2 separate regions of the Zea mays genome follow, and region 1 is linked to region 2. Evidence: chromatin contacts called from public Hi-C data. All regions are on one chromosome and are shown on one strand. Each heading gives the region's core, a stretch centred on a gene start, on an enhancer-like site or on the middle of the called end of the contact. The rest is flanking DNA. Distances are from core to core; before and after follow the strand shown.

What was found. Hi-C and Micro-C count contacts between places; a contact is called where the count stands out from the background.
Region 1: a contact with region 2 is called in a Hi-C map of ear, with 2.2 times the contacts expected there. The contact joins the promoter of LOC100285821 here to the promoter of LOC103631778 in region 2. A contact is called at or near these places in 2 of 25 Hi-C or Micro-C datasets (ear and tassel).

What each region holds. Positions count from the first base shown.
Region 1 is chr1:15,855,517-15,858,666 of Zm-B73-REFERENCE-NAM-5.0, forward strand. It overlaps LOC100285821, which reads left to right and starts at 1,387. Exons shown (of 8, transcript NM_001158711.2): 1 at 1,387-1,732; 2 at 2,920-3,150. The coding sequence starts at 1,613.
Region 2 is chr1:15,476,110-15,478,975 of Zm-B73-REFERENCE-NAM-5.0, forward strand. LOC103631778 (alanine--glyoxylate aminotransferase 2 homolog 1, mitochondrial) reads left to right here and starts at 1,389. Exons shown (of 9, transcript XM_008653260.3): 1 at 1,389-1,864; 2 at 2,240-2,470; 3 at 2,540-2,710. The coding sequence starts at 1,625.

The DNA.
Region 1 (3,150 bases), core at 137-2,636, 380 kb after region 2:
TCGTGCCGGGTTGGCCCAGACACTATTAAATGGGTCGTGCCTTGGGCGGCTCGCCAGATACGACCCATTTGACCATTTATACCTCAGCACGATAATGATGGTCATTGCCTCAGTTGCCACCATCTCATTCGTCATTCTACTTTTTTCTTTTCCCCTCATGCCTCCAACTCCGCGCCACCCCATTCTCGGCAGAGGGCGTAGGAGCATGCGCCTCCTACCCGTATTCGTTCGACATCAGCCCCGACACCGACTTGCGCAGTGGCTATTGCACGTCCACGAGGACGTTTCATATCATGCGCGCACCATCGTTTTTGCCGTCGTCGGACGTCTGTTTGTCTTCCCGGCCTTTGTCATGTTCTTCCTCCCCAACCTACTGCCCCCGCCCACGGTCGTAGTCGCGAGTCGACTGACGCTCGTCGACGCTGGTACGACGCGAGTCGGTCATGCTCCTGGCCTTTCTCCGTGCGTGCCGTCGAGGAGGACATGGTGGCGCCTGCCACGCTTAGGTTATCTTGGCGATGAGGAGTCCAGGTCTAAGATATTGGACAACCAAGACCCATAGCGTGACAACAGTCGACATATTCTACGAAGTTGGTGGTGGTGGTTTTTCGCTCCGCGTTTAGGGCTGGCAAGACACTCGCATTATCTCGCCTTTCTCGGATTGACGCCTGGTGCAGGTGCCTCTTGATTTGGAGTTGCTCCGGCTGGGCTTCTTTCTCCGCGTGCGTGCTCTCTCCCTATATAGCTATGTCGTCTCCAGATGCTCAGGTCTTCGTCGTGTCCTTCTCCGACAACGAACAGGTATGTCTGCCTCTTTCCCTTTCCCTTATGTTCTACGAAACCTTGGAAATGGGGTTGCGAGGGATGGAGGTCTCTGATTTGTTGACTATGGTACCCGTACGTTCATAAAAATATTATGCAAAGAGTGGAGACAATCAATAAAAAAATTTGAGAACTTTTTATGGATAATTTACGTAGGTATTGTTGTGAGCCGTCGCAACGCACGGATAACTAACTAATAAAAATTAGATTTTCAGTTTCTTAAAAATCAGTAAACTCACCTCTCCTAACTATAGAAGATAAAAACTGGTTTCTCATGCTGTAAGAGCATCTCCAAGAGCTCTCCATAAAACGACTCCTCAAAATCAGTTTTAAGGGACATCTAAATAATAAGTGGGGGTAAATTTTAATCCTTTCTCCAACAGATCCCTTAAAGCAGCAGTTTGTTTCTGGAGAGCCCAAAAAACCCCTCATTTGTAGCTACAAATGAGGGAGTTTTAAGGGCTATGAAAAAGTTGGGGACACTTTAGGGAAACTGTTGGAGACATGTTTTTGTGTTTTTCCCAAAAAAATAGATTTAGGGGAGACTTTAGGGGAGCTTTTGGAGATGCTCTAAGATTGCATCAGCGAGCACAAATCGAACCGTGGTCGTACACGGGCCTGTTTGCAGCAGCAAGCGTTCAAGAAATCAAGCGGCCGCCTCGTCCCCTCCGCGCCCGGCGCCTCCGACGCCCAAGCAGCGTGACCGTGGAAGGGACGAAGAAGAGCACCCTCAAGCGGCCGCACTAATCCCAAACCGGCCTCCGACCCCCAAGCAGCCTCACGCTGCTCGATGGCGGCGCCGTATCACCAGCCTACGAGCCTGGAGGAGGTCCGCACTCTGTGGATCGGCGACCTCCAGTACTGGACCGACGAGAACTACCTCTACAGCTGCTTCGCTCACACCGGGGAGGTAGGCGACGTCCTTCGATCTGTGCCCCCCCAAAACCATGCCTTGCGCGCCGATTAGGCAGATGTTTCTTGCTAGGGTTCGTTTGGTGCCGGTGCACCGTCCAAATTCGGTGATTTTAAGCTGGGTTTATTGGTCTCAATGTTTGATTGAGCGGTTGCGTTGCTGGGAATTGGGTGAATTCATGCGAGTTAGTACTTCAAAGTAGCTCTCGCTGATGCATCAAGGTCGACTTGCCCACGTGTGGTGGACTACTCGCTGCTATTCTTCCGGCTTTAGGGTAGATACATAGATTGGCAACCGTGCCCTTACGCGTGTCCTTTTGGTTTCTGAGCAATACAACGGTTTCATGGTCCTAGGGTTGTGGTTTGTGGAACCAGCCTCTTGGTTTTGAAAAACTGACCCAAACAATTGTGAATTGAAGCGGTCTCATGCTTCCTCTTGCATCAATGGATGGTCCTCTAGTGAAAGTAACCTCTTGCTTCAATGGATGGTCCTCTAGTGAAAGTAGCCACACGGTTGTCCATGAATATTGTCCAGGCATATTTGGGTGTAAAATACTTAACTAACTTGAAGTACAAGTGTGTGCTATTGTTCGACAGATAAAATTACCTGAGAAGTGAAGGTATCCAGTATCCACATAGGCCTTTTGGAATATGTTGTCGCAATATCAGTTGTAGTTTTTTTTTTTTTGCATGTAGGTGAGTGTAATGCTATATAGACCTATTTTATCTGTATCAATGAGTCTTCTAGGGATATTGTAGTAAAGCACTGCGCTGTTTTGGTCTTGTTTGAAGCAGCATTGGTAGGATACTATTGTGAACTTACATTACTCATAGTTTGATAGTTTCTGAAAATTAAGAAAAAATTATTTAAGTATCGGGTACTTCAGCACATAAAAAGTTGTGTGAAACTTATTACTTGACAGCTGTTTGAGTTTATACAGAAATCATTTTGTAGCTGCATGTCTGATCTGTGATTGGGTTGCCTCATTTTTTTGGGGGGAGGGGACACTGAGCTGATGATCGAAGTATGTTTTTTAGAATATATTTTTTTCTACTTTTCTTGAATATCAAAACTACTACTATACCTTTAAGCATAGATTGTGTTGTAGAGTTTGTTGAGCGCTTTGCACTGGAGAGTACATTTTGAACTCATTGTGTTAAGACCTTTATTTCCTGGAAGTGCAGGTACAATCTGTTAAAATAATACGCAACAAAGTAACAAGCCTTCCTGAGGGTTATGGGTTTATAGAGTTTGTTTCACATGAAGCTGCTGAGAAAATTCTCCAGACTTACAATGGCACACAGATGCCTGGAACTGAACACACATTCAGATTGAATTGGGCCTCTTTCAGCTCTGGTGAGAGGCGCCCTGATCCAGGATCTGATCATTCGATTTTCGTAGGGGACCTGGCACCT
Region 2 (2,866 bases), core at 139-2,638:
CCTCCCGGGAGTGAGATCCAGGCGCCGTCGGCGGTCTTCCGCCGCCCCTGCGCACGCGCGGACCGTCCGGCCCTAGGGCGCGGACCGTCCGGCCGTCAGGCAGGGAACTCGGGCTCCTGCACCAGGTCGCGGACCGTCCGGCCCTGTGCCGCGGACCGTCCGCGCCTGACCAGAAAGCACCGCCGCCTCGCACCAGGCCGCGGACCATCCGGCCCCCGCGCGCGGACCGTCCGCCCCTGTGCAGAGAGCACCGCCGCTGGTTCTCTTGAGTAATTGGCGCCTCCAAAAAGGCGTCAACACTGCCCTTATTAAAAATCGGCACGAGGCCCTCATTCTTAGCTGTTATCACGCAGGGACGATGGACAGCCTGCAACAGCTGCTGCACATCCCTTGGATAGAGGACATGAAAAAGCTGACTAAAATAATTAGTCATACACATTTTCTCCTCCTCATCCTCTCCCTCGACTCCAACCCCCACTCCACCGCTTTGGCACTAAAAAGGTAGTAGAAAAAATAGTCACGGACCATGAGCTGTATCAAGATAGGTACTCCCCCGTTTAACTTTATAATTTATAAGTTATCTTAATTGTATCTCCTGTATGTTTTATAATAAAATCTATTATCCCTATCCTAAATAGTTGTGTTTTTTATTTTTACTTTTTAAGAAGTTGACTATTTTTAGCTTGGAACAAATATATACAAAAAACATTCATATTTGTAGTATATAATTAGTACTGTTAGGTAGATATTTGAACCCATTTTTATTATAAACTTATTTGAAGGCATAAATATTATTAGTATTCTTATAAATCTAACCAAGAAAGTTTGATCAACACGAGTATAAAGTGCGTTTGGTTGCGCACGGGAGAAGAATGGAGCGGTTCCATTCTATTTTATGTATGATTGATTCCTAACAAAAGAGCGGAGTGACTTCTGGAGTCTCATATGAAAAATTATCATAAATAATTTGAATGCTTTCACTTCACCAAAATGATCGGATACGTGCATTTTTCTGGACGCAAGCAATCTCCTCTCCACTACATTCATATGGTTCTCCAACCAAACAAAACACGAAACAACTTTACTCTACTTTACTCTTTAACTAAATAAAAAAATAGAGTGATTATGTTTCGTTTACCAAACGTGGATTAGAATAGTTTCATTCTTAAAAAGCTAGAATAAAGCTATTACATTCAAGTTTACTCTCCAACCAATCATATATTCATATATGGTGGGAGTTAATCTATTTTCCGTGAAAAGCTAAAATCAGCCAGAATTTGGGAGTAACAAATTGTTTAAGGAATATCCTCGTCACGGCCCACGAAACGACTCTCCACTCGCACACGCCATCACTCCCACCAGATAGCCACCAACCGATTCGTCGGCCCACATTTCAGAGCGACGAGTACACGCCGCACCACGTCAGGAAGATAAAATAAAGATCCCACGAGGAGAATCAAGATGCGTCCCTATCGGAATCTGGACCTTTGCCCACCCACTGCCACTAATCCTTCCTACCCTTGCGTGCTTAATCCTTCTTCCATTGCCTTATCTCTCCTTCCTCAGTTTAATCACCAGACGGCCAGCCCTAGCGAGCTCATATTCCGCTCCTGGTTGTCCGTCCATGGCCGCGTCGCTGCTTCGCCGTGGCGCCGTCACCAGCCGCCGGCGATGCCCGGTGGAGATGCTGCGGCGGCTGGTCTCGTCCGAGGCGGCGGCTGATCGGGCACCGTCGCGGCCGCCGCCGGAGATGCCGCCGTTCGACTACCGGCCCCGCCCATATGCCGGGCTGGGTGGCGCCGAGATCTTCGAGAAGAGGAAGGCGGTGCTCGGCCCGTCTCTCTTCCATTACTACCAGAAGCCGGTATACCCTCGGAGTGTTGATCTTAATTAGATCCGTCTCACTCGCTGCTCGTCTTTGTTATCCGTGCGATGAAATAAGATTAGTGTTCCAAAAAGGTGGGGTTCAGTGAACATGTGTTTTTGACCTTCATCACAAAGCAGCGTCTTCTTTGGCGCGACACCAATTTGCTAGGAGAATATTTTTTTATGCGTTTTGCATATGGTGGTTTAGATTCACCGTGTATGTTTCGGGTGAAACTGGACAGCTGGTCATGCTAAATAATCATTGTTGCACAACCACACCGTGTAGTCTTATTCTATAAAAACTTGAAACAGTGACAGAATGACGTTGGCATGCTGTCTGTCTAAACAATTTGCTATTCAATTGTGTTCACAGCTCAACATTGTGGAGGGGAAGATGCAGTACCTGTATGACGAGCATGGAAAGAGATATCTCGATTGCTTTGGGGGCATCGTGACAGTGTCGTGTGGCCACTGCCATCCGGATATTGTGAATGCTGTGGTGGAGCAGACCAAGTTGCTCCAGCACACAACCACCATTTACTTGCACCACACTATTGTAGAGTTTGCAGAGGCACTCACCTCCAAAATGCCTGGCAATCTCAAGGTAAAAGTAATGTCTGTCTGGGTGCAGTCATAACACGCACCATTTCATTTATGTTTTTGGATCCTGCAGGTTGCGTATTTTGTGAATTCTGGGACCGAAGCGAATGAGTTGGCAATGTTGATGGCCCGGCTGTATAGTGGGAATCTCAGTATGGTTGCGCTCAGAAATGCATATCATGGCGGAAGTGCCGGTACGATTGGATTGACTGGTATGCAGACGTGGAAATACCCAATTCCTCAGGTATGTGTACAGTGTATTGCGCTTTCATCAAATTATTTGACTGGTTATGTTTTCAAAGTCACATGTTTGCTGCAGTAGATTCTTAGTTATCAATAATTATCTCCGTTCTACCCAGCAAAAATGTATCCATTTCTTTATTACATCTATCATAGCCTC